Regions from separate parts of the Zea mays genome. Here region 1 is linked to region 2. Evidence: chromatin contacts called from public Hi-C data. All regions are on one chromosome and are shown on one strand. Each heading gives the region's core, a stretch centred on a gene start, on an enhancer-like site or on the middle of the called end of the contact. The rest is flanking DNA. Distances are from core to core; before and after follow the strand shown.

Region 1 (7,021 bases), core at 3,564-6,063, 200 kb after region 2:
ACAGTGTCCGGTGTGCCAGGACCAGTCCCGATGAATAGCCTACTCTCGGGTCTCGACGGCGGCGTACGACTATAGATCACCGGACTGTCCGGTGGGTCATCTACGGCGAAGTCGCCGCTCTCGGGAAACAGTCAACAGCGTACGCCTAAAAATCACCGGACCGTCCGGTGGTGCACCGAACTGTCCGGTGAGCCAACGGTCGGCCGCACCAACGGTCGGCCACGCAATCCGCGCGTGACGCGTGGCCGAGCCAACGGTCTGTTGGGGGCACCGGACTGTCCGGTGCGCCAACGGCTCCAAATCTTCAACGGTCGGCTGCGCCAATTTAGAAAAGCAATCTGCACCGGACAGTGAACAGTGGATGTCCGGTGCGCCACCCGATAGAAGGCAAGAATTGCCTTCCTGGATTGCTTCCAACGGCTCCTAGCTGCCTTGGGGCTATAAAAGGGACCCCTAGGCGCATGAAGGAGCTATCCAAGCATACTTTAAGCAATCTTAATCTCTCACACTTCGTCTTTGCGCACTCGATTGACATTCTTAGTGATTTGAGCTTTGTTCTAGTGGTGAACTTGTTGCGATTCATTCGAGCTCAAGTCTTGGCTGTGTGTGTGCGTATTGCTGTGGATTTGTGTGTGTTGCTTCCCTCCCTTACTCTAGTGCTTTCACTTTGATCCTTATTGTAAGGGCGAGAGACTCCAAGTTGTGGAGATTCCTCACAAACGGGAAAGAGTAAAGAAAGAAGAACACTGTGGTATTCAAGTTGATCATTGGATCACTTGAGAGGAGTTGAGTGCAACTCTCGTCCATTGGGACGCCACAACGTGAAGTAGGCAAGTGTTATACTTGGCCGAACCACGGGATAAACCATCGTGTCTCTTGTGCTTGTTCTCACTGTGACTATTGTGTTTCACAAGAGCTCAGTCCTTAGCCACTTTATTTTATTGTGCTAACCCTTAATCAAGTTTTGTGGCTTTAAGTTTTAAGTTTTTACAGGATTACCTATTCACCCCCCCCCCCTCTAGGTGCTCTCACACATGCGCAGGGGCATGCATGCATATCCTGTTTTTATAGTAGATCCGATAATTATGGCAGATTGTGTGAGTTTTCATTTCATGTGCGCAAATTTTGGATGACATTTTTGTTTCCACTATTTGCGCACAAAAATTGAATGGCTCCATAAATATAGGATCGCTCCAATAGCCATCTAGCTAGGCACGTTAGAACAAGTTTATGATATATATTGATATGAATTATGCTACATGATGTAGTTATTTATGCAATTCAGTATACTATGTAAAAATTTGTTCCTAGCTGCATGCACAAAAAAATTAGGATGACAGGAATATGCGATAAAAGAAAATATATTGACATGCATGTAAACAAAAAATCTTATTGAAATACTTTACTTCCTCTACAAATATAGGATCACCCAACACCATGCAGCTAGGCTCGTCATAACCAGTTTATGATATATACTGATACTAATTATGTTGCACGATGTGGTTATTTATGTAATGTGGTACACTACATAAAATGCGGTTCACTGGTGGACGCATCTCCATGTTCGTGCATAAAAACCTTTATTTTTTAGCGTAAACACCCATAGTTATAAGCATAAATACCGAGCCAATGTGAGAGAGGTAAATAACTTTGTTGCGTTGTATTCACGATCCTATTTTTATGCCAGATCAGAAAATTATGGAGTCGCATACATGCAGTTTCTATTTTTATGCAGATCTGGAAATTATGTCAGCTTGTGGGAGTTTCCATTACATGCGCACAAATTTTGGATGATATTTTTATTTCCACAGCACACGCGCAAAAATTGGAAGACATGAGTCACACAAAGCTTAAATTCTTATACAAAGTCTCATAAATACTTACACCGTGTAGCATAATTAATAAAAACCTAATAACGATTCAGCTAACAACCCCACGTGAATTAAGGACGACTTTATTGCAAACGTAAAAATCTGACAGTTACGAACATAAGTGATTTTATTTGATTTTTATGGTAATTATGAACATCATAAAATCAAGGAATTTCCTTTTTCAATGTGCATGCAACAAATATGACATCCAGTAAACTAATGTACGAACTCCGTGTTCGAGCATAAAATCCTTTAGTTTTTAGCGTAAATAGTGAATATGGTAGACATAAAACACAATACTTGAAAGCATAACATGGATTGAAGGAGGTAGTCACCAGAGAACGTCGTCGAGGACACAAGAGCGAAGGGAGGTCGTCATTTGGGGCGGCCGAACTACGCCGGATCGGAGGATGTCACGCGTGACCGTTGTCGTGCGCACCTTGCTTCTTCCATGGATGTTGCTCGATCCTCACGCCTGGTGCGGCGTCGTCGCTGCTCGCACGTCGTGGGGTGCCACCGTCGTTTGTGGGTTATGGTGTGTCGCCGCCGCTCGGGCCTAGGTGGCGACGCCGTCGCTCGCTCGCCTCGAGAGCGCTGTCACCTCTTGCCCGCCTGCCTCGGGAGTGCCACGCCTCTCGCCCACCTCGGGGCCCTAGGATCAGCGCACGCTCGCCTGCCCTGGGGCCCCGACGCCGCTTGCCCTCCGGATCGGGGAGTCGCCGCCACCGTGCCTTCGAATCTGGGAACCGCCACTGCTACTCCAGATCGAGGAATCGCCGCCATCGCTACCGCGGCCCTGGGTGTCTGTTGTCGCCGCGCGCACTTGGGCAACCGCCATATCGCACGGGCCTGAGTGGGCGTCATTGCTCGTGCATTGGGGTGGGACTTCATAAACCGAGCCCTAGCGCTCTATGGCTTATTTTATAGATGCCCAGCCCTGGTCTAGTTCAACTGGATGACATGTCTGGCCAGTGCTTCCTCTAGTTATTGGAAGTCCAAAGCTTTATACACACACACAAATACGGGTACGGGTACAACTTTTTCATATCCATGAGGAAAAAACGCCACCAGGTTAAGGATCAAACTTGCATCATATATGGATTTTATCCAGGGCACGCGAGTAAAATGTGCTCGTTGCCATCCCTAGATCCGATGGAGATGATCTAAAGAAAGTAGTGGCAGCGAGTGACAATAAGAAACAAGCTTTCTTGCCAGGCTACGTGGCATTATGGCCTGCACTTATGAGATTCGACCTAGGTCTAGTCAAGGGCAAAGGCGCACATAGCATTCAAGAACTCGTGTTTCGGCTGTTTTTTGTATTTTGGTCCTTTTTTGAAAAAATCACGTTTAGACCCCTGAAGAACTTAATTTTGTTTTTGGACCCTTTGCTCGGCGTCGTAGGCCTTGGCACCGAGATGACACTGCTTGCCGCCACAGCATATAACGTCGAGGTATGTGACCTGCTAGCGGTAAGGGCTAACATGGAGGCTGACGTGGCACCAAGCTCGACGCCATAGATCTTAGTGCCGAGTTAGGAAGGCCTATAAATCGATCGTTTCCTGGCCAAGAGCTCCGCCCAGCCATTTGAATCCCTCGTTTCAATCAGCTTCCATACCGCCCAGAGGTGCTCCAATCTTCGTATTCGAGTTGGAAAACTTTGACTTGATCCTTATATCTTGAAGACCAAGGCATGATGTCTCACTGATTCGTTTGTTACATATATCGCGTTGTGTGGTTTCGATTAATTAGTTTTGATTGGTGCACATATTGCTTTTAGTTATGGTTCCTAGGATATATGGTTCATATGATGACTATAGTTTGTTAGATAGTTTGTGAAAGACATGTATTTATAAGTTGTGTTAATATATAATCGTTTGTTAGATGAGAGACATGTATTAGGAGTCATCGTGGCAGAAGAGTGGTCGTCCACGGAAGTTATATCCGGATGTATCTAGTAAGGATGCTCCTGTTCCTCCTGATCTTCCTATGGCTAATTGTGACTATGGCAGACTGACTTGGGTATGTCAATCCAAGCATCCGGACACGACTGCTTGCTGCTTCTACACTTGTGACGGTTTTAACGTACGTAGCTTATGCCTTGTGTGTTATTGATGTTTACTATATGTATACTAATGATTAGTTCCATTCCTGTAGGATCACTTGAGGTGTTTTTTCCAGTGGATCGACGGTCCTGATAAATTTGACCCTCAATATCTCCTTTTCGCTAATTGGTTGTTCGCAAGGAATACACATGAGCGTTTTAAGTGTTGGGTGCCTCCTCTCCCGAACCCGCCACCAATGACGGATGAGGAGAAAAACTTAGCCACACAAAGACGACTGGAGTCTCTGCCTCGGTGCGATTGCAAAGATCGTGCTATGATATGTGAGGACACTGTGAAGTACTTCGTGTGTCCCAACAATAATTATGTGAGTGCATAACAAATGTCAAAAGCTTTGTTATTTTTTGCACAAGTTTACTAATTTATGTTGGCGACGCGACATAGGGCTGGGTGTGGCGGAGTGGCTGGGCGACGCGGAGGGTAGGGCGGCGCGGCCGGCCTCGCTACGGTGGTGGCGGCGCTCCCTCGGCCCCGGCGGTGGTGGCGGGGCAGCCTCGGCGATGGGGCGGCTCGGCGGGGCAACCTCACCGGGGTGGCTGGAAGGCGGTGGGCGCTTCGGCGAGGGAGAGAGAACGACGGGAGAGATAACGACGCGTGGGGAGAGAACGGCGCAGGGAGATAGGATGGTTAATTTACTTCCGAGCTCGGCGTTAAGATCTATAGCGTCAAGTTTGGGACCACGTCGGTGCCGCGTCAGCCCTTACTGACCAGCGCGGCATGTACAACCTATGACGCCAAGATATATTATCGGTCGTGGCGTCGAGCAAAGGATCTAAAATCGATATTAAGTCGTCCAGGTCTAAACGTTATTTTTTTTTTCAAAAATAGGCTAAAAAAAATTCGGTAGTTCCGACACTTCCGGGTCCAATCCGAGAGTCGGCAGACGTGGGGACCTGCCATTGGATGGCGCTGGATGCCCTTCACTCCCGTCCCAGATTCATCGTCCTGCAGCTCCTCTTCCATCTCCGATCTGCTGCCATACCACTACCACACCATGGATAGCCAAACTCCACTGCATAACCCGCTGCGAAGAAACCTTCTAAAGTGACTAAGTGATCGATCTCCTTGTCCTGAAAGGCTGAAACCTAAGGCGAGAGAGGCCACGGGAGAGCGCCATGGTTCTCCTGCTCCTGGGCTGCTCTCCTGCATCGTCGCGCCCAGACTGCTCTCCAGCTTCCAGGTACTGGAGAGTGCCAGCGTTATGGTTGCTTTTCCTTGCTGATGCCTGTCGGCTGGGTCAGGCTGAGGAGGGTGGTGGTTGTTGACAAATGGGGAGGGGACTGACGGTGAAGGTTTGAGATGCTGTTAGAATCTCAAGCGTGTTTAGGTGGTCCCAGTTCCACACTGAGTCTGTTGGTTTCGGCTTGGCAGGAGAAGATGCAGCACCGCCGGACAGAAAATGGTCAGGTGCTCTCTGAATGAAGAAACGCAGCTGAACAAACATGGACTAGTATCCAAGCAGTTAATTTCATGCCTTGCTGCTTCGCTTGTGTTCGTCTCTCCACCTAGTCAGGTACCTATGACATGTTCCATCATCTTATTAGGTCGACTTGACCACTTCTACCATATCACTATCAGATACAGCACAAAAAGCTTAGAGACCACAAAGAGGATTCTTTCCGCTGCATGTAGCTGTTTAGTGTCTGCACATGCGTATCACCAAAGATCAAAGGTTTCGAGACCACATAGAGCTCAACTTTGTTCTTCAAAATAAACATGATTCATTCAACTAAGCAAAGGTGTACGAGAATAGCCACATGATTCATTCAACTAAGCAAAAAAAAAAAAGAAGTACAATGGTTGATTTCAGTGCATACTACGCACAAGGAAATAATGGGAGTAATATTATCAGTTAAAAATAATATTCCACAATGTCGATGAACTCTTCTTGTTGACCAGGCTATTCCTGCAGAAACCTTTGCCCGTCCAGGCTTGTGCCAGATTGCAACAGTGGCAGCCATTGACAGTGCTTCAGTTCCTCTGAAGTTTGACAACCCTTCAGATGATGTCAGCACAGGGATGATGATGAGGGGTATGACCGCCAAAAACTTCGATCCAGTTCGCTACTCTGGTAGATGGTTTGAGGTAGCCTCGTTGAAACGTGGATTTGCTGGTCAGGGACAAGAAGACTGTCACTGTACTCAGGTATTGTAATACCTGAAACATCAAACACATTGGAGAGGATATCTGTAGCCAGGATTTTTCTCCATTATCTAAAAAAGAACATCTCTGTCTGTGTGATGATCCTGCAGTAATATATCATAATCAGTCATGATAAACTAGTACTTGACATCTTAATAACAAAATTGTTTGAGATAGGGATGGTATGTCCAATCTTCCATGCACTTTGCATGATATGCAGTCTGTAAACGGATGACATACAATTTTTTTGGGGGGAACTTCAGGGAGTGTATTCTTTTGATGAGAAGGCACGCTCAATCCAGGTGGATACATTCTGTGTCCACGGTGGACCTGATGGATACATCACCGGCATTCGGGGCAGGGTGCAATGCCTATCTGAAGAGGACATTGCAAGTGCTGAGACAGATCTTGAGAGGCAGGAGATGGTCCGTGGGAAATGCTTTCTCCGGTTCCCCACACTGCCATTCATACCCAAGGAACCCTATGATGTCCTTGCAACAGACTATGACAATTATGCAATTGTGTCTGGAGCTAAGGATACAAGCTTTATTCAGGTGAGGAACTGAGCTCTGAACTGCTCAATGTTCTTTATTTTGTGGTTTTAACCAGATTAGTCCTGGGAAAAATAATCTTACCTTCAAATTGTCCTAAGAACTGATAACATAGTCACTGAACTAGCCTAGTTTATTTGTTTTTACCGCATAAAAAATATTTGTTGTATGGATAATTGAACATTGAAAAGTGTGTGCCGTTGAATGATAGTAATATTAAGCGAGTATAAAAAGCATACCTCTATAATGGTAAACACATCTTATCCGATGCACTCGTAATCTGAAACACCATAGGCACTAAAACATCTTTCTGTCATTGATCAGATATACTCAAGAA
Region 2 (7,403 bases), core at 3,585-6,084:
ACATGTGCTTTTAGTTCAGAGTTCTGACTTGCAAGTCTAGTAAGAAATAAATCACTAAAAAATTTACACATTACCTTCAGTACTGCAATGATGTTGGGAGACCGCTGGAATGCAGCCAAAATGAAGTCTGAAAGCCTTTCCCTCACCTGCAACATAAATATCATTTGAGGAAAATGTAATATGGTAAATACTTATGTTTGTATTTCTTTTAAAAAAATCATTCAATGTATTCTGACATATAGTACCGCTGCTCCATCAGTTAAGATATTCAAAGCATCGCCTAGGGTGGTTTTCAAAATTATTAAGCTTAGTAAAAATTATAGCTCCAATAGTTCAACATATATGGTTGAATCCTTCAGTTCTGCTTGAGAAGTTGTTTATCAATTGTTATACAATTGGTCAGTTATGTCAGACTAAGCAAATAGAGATAGGAAGGCAATATATCCTTGGTAGCAAAGCCTTTCAAAAGGATCAGTGGAGACAAGGAAATTAAGAATAAATCAAGTTTGCTTACCTTGAAAGAGAAAACTTTGTCTGGGAACATTGCAGCATATCTTGACATAACTACTGGAATAAGAGCACACAGCAGTGCTGAACCAAGAAACTTAGATTGTCAAATCAACAATATGTTGGTCACTTAACATGTGTAGCAAAAAAAAGCATGCAAAAAAAAGTATGCAACCTACAGTCATTAACGTCTCGCAATGCTGTTGCAAAATATAAAGTAAGAAAGCGAGGTGCCATTTCCAGTGACTGTTTCAATCTGTCCGACTGTGGGCTGTTAAATGCTGCTTGTAACGTTGAAGATATCGTAGGGGATATCCAATGTTTTGCCTGAAGGGGGAAACAGAAGAAGATATCACTAGAACTAAGAGTTCAGAGGGGATATAGACCATCGTATAGGAAAAACTACTTACGGCAATGCCATCATTCTCATCTTTTAGAAGGTCTAAGAACATTGGGTCAGTAAGGTCTAGGGGACCACTATCATCAGAACCTGAATTACCACTAGGTTCTTCTACGGCAGAACCAGTATATGCCTCGTCCATCAGTGCAAGAAGCATCTGTACCATAGAAAAGGACAATGTTCTCAATAGTTTTGGACAAGGTAATTCACTCATAGCTTCCAGGCCAATTCATTCTGAAGATTACCTCAGGAGCAGCGCTCTTCTGGATTGTAGCTATACTACTACCAATAAGAGTTCCAGAACTTCTTTCCACCTTTTCCAGTGCCACCACCAACACTGGATGAAGTTCAGAGTGATAAGAGAGGAACAAAGTTGTTGAAATCAATACATTATAGTTGAACAAAAACCAATAATGCACAGTTGAATGTTAAATACATTAAGACAAAAGAAAATTATCTAAATGAAGCCATAAAATCTGGTCAAAGGCCAGAGGGTGTTATGGTGTGGGCGCCTAGGACTGCGCAAAGGAGAGTGCAGCAATACTTGGGGTTGTGGGAGGGGTCTGAGTGGATAAGGGGATCAGCTAGGGATGAGACTACTGTCGCTCCTAGGTGGGCCAGGGCGACCGAAGCAGCTCACCCTGATAGGGAAAAGGTTCTTCTTCGATGATTCTCTAGTACAAACTAGGGTGGCCCCTTATATAACAGGTGCCTCCTTTTTCTTAGCAAGGTGCGTTTAGTTCAACTTTTTAAACCTGCTTCTGCTTCAAAAATACAGAAGTTGAACCAAAGGGGTTCAACTTTTCTGCAACTACTAAAAGCAACTTTTTGTAGTACAAATTTAAAAGCAGCTTGGATCCTGCTTTTGATGCTTATCCAAAGATGCGACAAATAGAAACTAAAATAGGATTAAAAATAATTAAGTGTTATAATAAATAAAACAAAAACATTTTTAATAAAAATACTAAAAATGGGATTATAAAATTGATTTATTTGTAAAAATATCAGGAACACAAATGTGAAATCGGTTTTTTAATTAGATATATTGATTAAGAGATGTGAAAGAGCCTCTAGCCTAGTGGTTAAGGGCTTTCAAGTATCACCTCCAGGTCCTGGGTTCAATTCCCCTCGAGGGCGAATTTCTCGGCCAGGACTATACATGTCCAACTGGGTCGGGCTAGCCGGGCGGCCCGAAGCACGACATGGTCACCTGGTCGTGCCTGGGCCTAAGGGGCAGCACGGCGGGCTAGGCCCGACACGGCCCAATTTTATTTTTTCTAATTTTTTTCATACAAATACCTATGTTATACTTGAATATAGAGTATAAAACACAAAAAAGCATGCATGTTTTGTTGATTATGTGGTTGTAAATGTGTTTAGAGCTAAAAACTATGGTTTAAACCCTCATATATACATATTTTTACCATTTAAATGACATAAACCGTTATAGGCCCGTTGGGCCGTGGGCTGGCCCGACACGATTATTAACATAGCGGGCCGTGTCTGGACCTCGCTCGTGGCCGTGGGCCGGGCCGGCCCGGCCCGCTAGCTCATCCGGGTCGGGCCGGCACGGTCCCAATTCGTGCCGGGCCTAGCCGTGTTCGGGCTGGCCCGCCTGACCCATTTGGACATCTATAGCCAGAACCATTGTTTTGGTCTCTTAGTATAATATCGGGAGGGCGATCATTCCCTCCTCGACCGAGTTTTTTTATATTGATTAAGAGAGATAGTTAAACAAAGTGCATATAAACAATACACAATTTGTTTACAGTGGACAACTCACAATAGTTTGAACCAAATGACTTTCAACTTTTTTATCACAACAGCTTTTTTACAGCTCACAGCTGAACCAAACGCACCCTGACTAACAACCAGGGATAAGCCCTGCACTAAACTAGGAGGGGATAAGCCGGCTCCTTGTTATTTGCAGCTAACCAACCACTTAACCATAACAGCACTAAACCTGGGCTTATCTTTTGTGGCGCCTGGCATACTGCAGGCCCACAAATCTGTCCACAGCAGAGGGATAAGTCATGTATGTATGTTATACATTACAGAAATCTCGCATAGTGTAAGGAATGAGCATCACATGAAACTAGAAACAATAATTTAATAATGTCATAGCACACCCAACTCATAAAGTATTTAACAATCAAAATTGTTTGGGTTATATAAAAATGAATAAGTCCTGAAGGCAAATATCAACAGGCTTACTTGGCAAATCCATAAGGGATAGGAAGAGGGGAAGAAAAGATCCTGCTGACATCATTAATGGAAGTACTTCCGAAAACTTATTCTCCAGTCTAGAATGTTAGAAAACAAATTAGGTAGTTCAACGGGATTGCTATTGGATATTTATGGTACCTGTACTGAGTCATTTAAAGGGAACATGGATGATAGAGCTATGTGAAGTTCATGACAATACGAGCACATACCTCTCACCGTTTGATGCAATAAGCTTTAACAACAATGGATAGAACTGTGTATAAACAAGGATACACAAGCATTGGCATGTGTTAACAAGATTAAGTCGAATATGGAAAATAGGAAGAGAAGAGAGATATTCTATAAAGAATCTTACAAAAGATTGGTTGAGTAGCTTATCATACAAATATGGTTTTTTCTGTTTTTTCTCTACCTTTTTGGCCTACAGCCTCCTGTATTGTAAATATTTCTTTGCTTCTGTTAGTGAAGAAATACATGTAGGGGCCTCCCCCACCATTCACATAAAAAATTGACAAATATGCTATAAAACAAAGAAGGAAGCTGGATTTATATCTTTCAGTTTTTCAAAGCAATGATCTGCAACAGCATGAATAATAGGAGCTACATGTGGGAATTGTCAATTCCAAGTAAGTAAATATTTCAAGTGTTGGCACCTGTGGAATCAAATTGGGAAAGGAGCTAAGGATCTTTGTCTTGTTTGTTACAAGGAATTCAACTGTGCGCTCTGCAACAATAGGATCTGCAAACTCCCTATTTACAAGAAAAAAAATTGAGTATCCTAGATGCTCGTGGTAGCAATCCAAGAATGGTATACAGGTCAAGAGACAAACATAGAAAACAACATTACCTACTTAAGCAAGAGCGGAAGAAGGTTTTCAAGCTACCATCAGCATCATGCAAAACAGCCTCCCCAAAATCCAAGAAGAATTGCAAAATGGTCTGGTAGGGGAAAAATACAGAACACTAAATTACTCCTGCCATAAGTTTGGCAAACTCTTTACAACAAGTCAACAATAAGGAGAAATCAAAAGGTACAAGTAATTTGCCACCAAAAGCTGTGCAAGTAATCCATTGTTCTGTAAATCAGGGAGTAAGGACATTAATCATAAAGCTAACACTAGATTAAAGTCTCTCACCCAAAGACTAGACATAGTGGCGTCGAGCGCAAAATTTTGATAAAACTGAAAACGGAGAAGTACATTTCTACGCATAAGGACACTGTTTTCAGATATCCGAACCTTTATCCATCAAAACGTTAAGGATAACATCTCCGCAGCACAAGACTAAGAAAAAGTCGGCTTACGAGGAGCAGCACGCCGGTGGAGGCAACGGCCTGCGTGGGAGCGGCGGCGCATCGCTGAAATAGCTTGCCCATCACGGGGAACGCCCGCGCCACCATCTCGTCCTTCGCTTCCTTCGCCGTTCGGCACATCTCGCACACCCTCCTAACCTTCGCGCGGACAAAAATGGTTCATGAAACAACACACCTAAGAATCCTCGTCTACATCCAAGAAATCGGACATGGGGAGAAGGAATCGTAGTGAGATGCGGTTACAGATTGGAGGAGGTTGGGGTCAGAGGCGGGGTCGGAGGCCGCAGCGGAGTCCCGTGAGGCCGCGGAGAGAGAGCGAAGGTGAAAGTCGTAGCTGCCGTCGCCGGCGGCGAGGTCCGGCGAAGCCATGGCCGTCGCCGTCGTGTTGCGTCTGGTCGTTGGGTTAGGCCAACTCCAGCAGTATTCGCATGCTCATCCCCATTCACAGGCATGGTTTACCAAACCGAAAACCGGTAAACCGGTTTACCGAAACAACCACACCGCGGCTTCGGTTAACCATCGATTTTTTTTAATCCATTCTAAGAACTAGTTTTATAACCTATTTTTTCAAGAGATTTTCATTTTCTCAAAAAAAAATTAATTATTTTTTGGAAAATATGAATCACTTGGGAAAATAGAGTTCACAAACTAGCCCGAAATTTAAAAAATCTGAAAAAATTCATAAAAAGCGAAAACAGTTGGTAAACCGTATTTTGGACTTGTAAACCACCAATTTTTACTGGGAAACCGGATTTAATGCCAAGATTGAGTATTTAGTGGTCAATTTAGACATATTAGTCTTGTTTATTGTTATATGTTATATGTGAAGATGTTATATGCTATATGTGAAGATGAAACTCGTAGCTCAAGTAGTGGTCAATTTCGGTTTCATTTCCTGTCCAAGATGGAATCTGTAGATCAAGTAGCTTCAGTTCTTCTAATAACTATCCGTCTGGACAAGACCCAATCTAAAACCCTTAGCTCCAGTCTTTTGTATGTGTTACTAAGATTTGCTGATCAGGAGAAAAGTCCAATACTTGGTGAGGTGCACATGCAATACACAAACACCAAACACACATACCGGTATATTTTTTTTGCTTTGTCGATAAGTATTTATTGTCATTCTTGTTTTATCGCTAATGTATCTCATATCTTTTGTACAGACCTATCACTATCACTATGACAGATTGGAACAATATCACGATCCTTCCAACATGCCTGAGTACTATCATTATGACTCGAGCTGAACATGTGAGTATTGTGAAATAAGTCGACCTATGTGTCGTTGCCTCGTCGAAGAGTTGTAAAATAACTTGTATTTGAGTATTGCGAAGTTTGCTGGTTGTTTGTTGCATGAGAACTAGAGTTTGTGGTTGCATATGTATGTTGCATGTTATTTTGGTGAACACATGTCGTGTGGATTAATTAATATTTAGTGTGCAATGTGAATTGAGCAAACTACAAATAAATCTTGTCAAAATTCTCCATTTTTCTATAAAAAACAGCAAAAACCGGTTCGTTTCACAGTTTGCCGGCGGTTTAGAGCGGGTTTTCGCTGGTTTTTCACAATTTTTTCGTCGGTAAACCGGTTCGAATTCACATTAATTTGAATTGGTCAAACCGGCTAGTTTTTATCGGTTTACCAGCGTTAAACCGTTACTAGTGGGTAGCGGTTTTCGTAGGTGAAACGGTTATGTAAACCACAGGTGCCTTGCGTGTGGGCCCCACTGAGTTTTGGGCGGCTTCGTTTCATGGTGTCCTCCTCGTTTCTCTTATCTATCACTATCTCTACTGTATTAAAACAATAGTTTCGTGCACATGTGTCGTCGTTTCGTATATCGGTGCGGAGAAATTTGTAATTTTGCCACTCTCAGTTTTGGCTTCATGTTATTATGTTATCTCGTGCCTATGACTGGTAGGAACATCTATGTCTATGGTTTGTAAGCCTAATGGTATATTGGCGAAGCCATAATGCCAAGATTGATAATTGCTCGGTGTGTATGTTATCCCCTCTTGATCCAGCAATATCGCGCCCCCACCCCCGGTGATATAGCGCATAGCCATCCCCCGATAGGCAAGTCTCATCTATTCAACCGACCATAAAGTCACAACAAACACTTGTTGTGGCTCTCGCTTGGCGTGGTCCTGTCCGTGACGCGTCTCCTCCTCGACTTCTTCCCGCATGGTGCCAGGCTCCTGCTCGCCGCAACCACGGGCTTCCAGATATGCGGCAACCTCGGGGGAGCGGCGACGGGCCCTCAGCGAGGCGGACCTATCTACTACGGTTCAGTCTGCTATTCACGGAGATCACTGGCGAGGTCACGCCGACCGCCGTGCGGGCTGGCAGCGCCATGTTCTATGGCTCCACGGTGCGAGGCAACAAGTGGCTCGACTCTGTCTTCTTCCTCATGAACCCAGCGTCGTGATACGAGATCCGGATCCTCATGCAAGTGGCCACCTGTCGTGGCAGTGGCAACACGTCTAGCCTCGACGTAGACGGATGCGAACGCCGACCCGGACGCCTCGCCTCCGCAAGGACGCTGAAAGGGAAATAGGGTTAACCATTTCCTATAATCGATTTTGGTGGTTGATGTACAACACAAACCACATGGACTAACTAGTTTGTCTAGATATGATTTATCTCAGGTGCATAAGGTTCAACACAAACTAAGAAATAATTCAGTTAGGGGACGCAATTTATTTGGAGCAAAAAGAACTTGAGTGTGCTGTTTTTTGACACACCGGACAGTGTCCGGTGTGCACCAGGCCCGTATAGTCTCCAACCAGCCACTCTCGGGAATTCTGCAGGCGCGCTCCACTATAATTCACCGGACTATCCGGTGTGCCACCGGACTGTCCGGTGAGCCAGCGGAGCAACGACTCTCTACGCGCCAACGATCGTCTGCCTCGATGAACAATGCATGTCAGAAGTTAGAGCGCAGAAGTCAGAGGGCACCG

The links. Hi-C and Micro-C count contacts between places; a contact is called where the count stands out from the background.
Region 1: a contact with region 2 is called in a Hi-C map of endosperm, with 2.7 times the contacts expected there. The contact joins the promoter of LOC100283155 here to the promoter of LOC100279312 in region 2. A contact is called at or near these places in 20 of 25 Hi-C or Micro-C datasets (bundle sheath, ear, endosperm and 6 more) and 2 of 3 datasets of contacts at active chromatin or transcription factors (leaf and seedling).

Annotation. Positions count from the first base shown.
Region 1 is chr2:8,936,891-8,943,911 of Zm-B73-REFERENCE-NAM-5.0, forward strand. It overlaps LOC100283155 (chloroplastic lipocalin), which reads left to right and starts at 4,814. Exons shown (of 5, transcript NM_001156057.2): 1 at 4,814-5,171; 2 at 5,363-5,504; 3 at 5,891-6,136; 4 at 6,397-6,687; 5 at 7,009-7,021. The coding sequence starts at 5,107.
Region 2 is chr2:8,734,550-8,741,952 of Zm-B73-REFERENCE-NAM-5.0, forward strand. LOC100279312 reads right to left here and starts at 4,835. Exons shown (of 16, transcript NM_001361272.1): 1 at 4,689-4,835; 2 at 4,437-4,583; 3 at 3,985-4,072; 4 at 3,787-3,883; 5 at 3,343-3,386; 6 at 3,122-3,210; 7 at 1,153-1,244; 8 at 918-1,064; 9 at 687-834; 10 at 515-591; 11 at 75-146. The coding sequence starts at 4,814. The coding sequence ends at 3,834.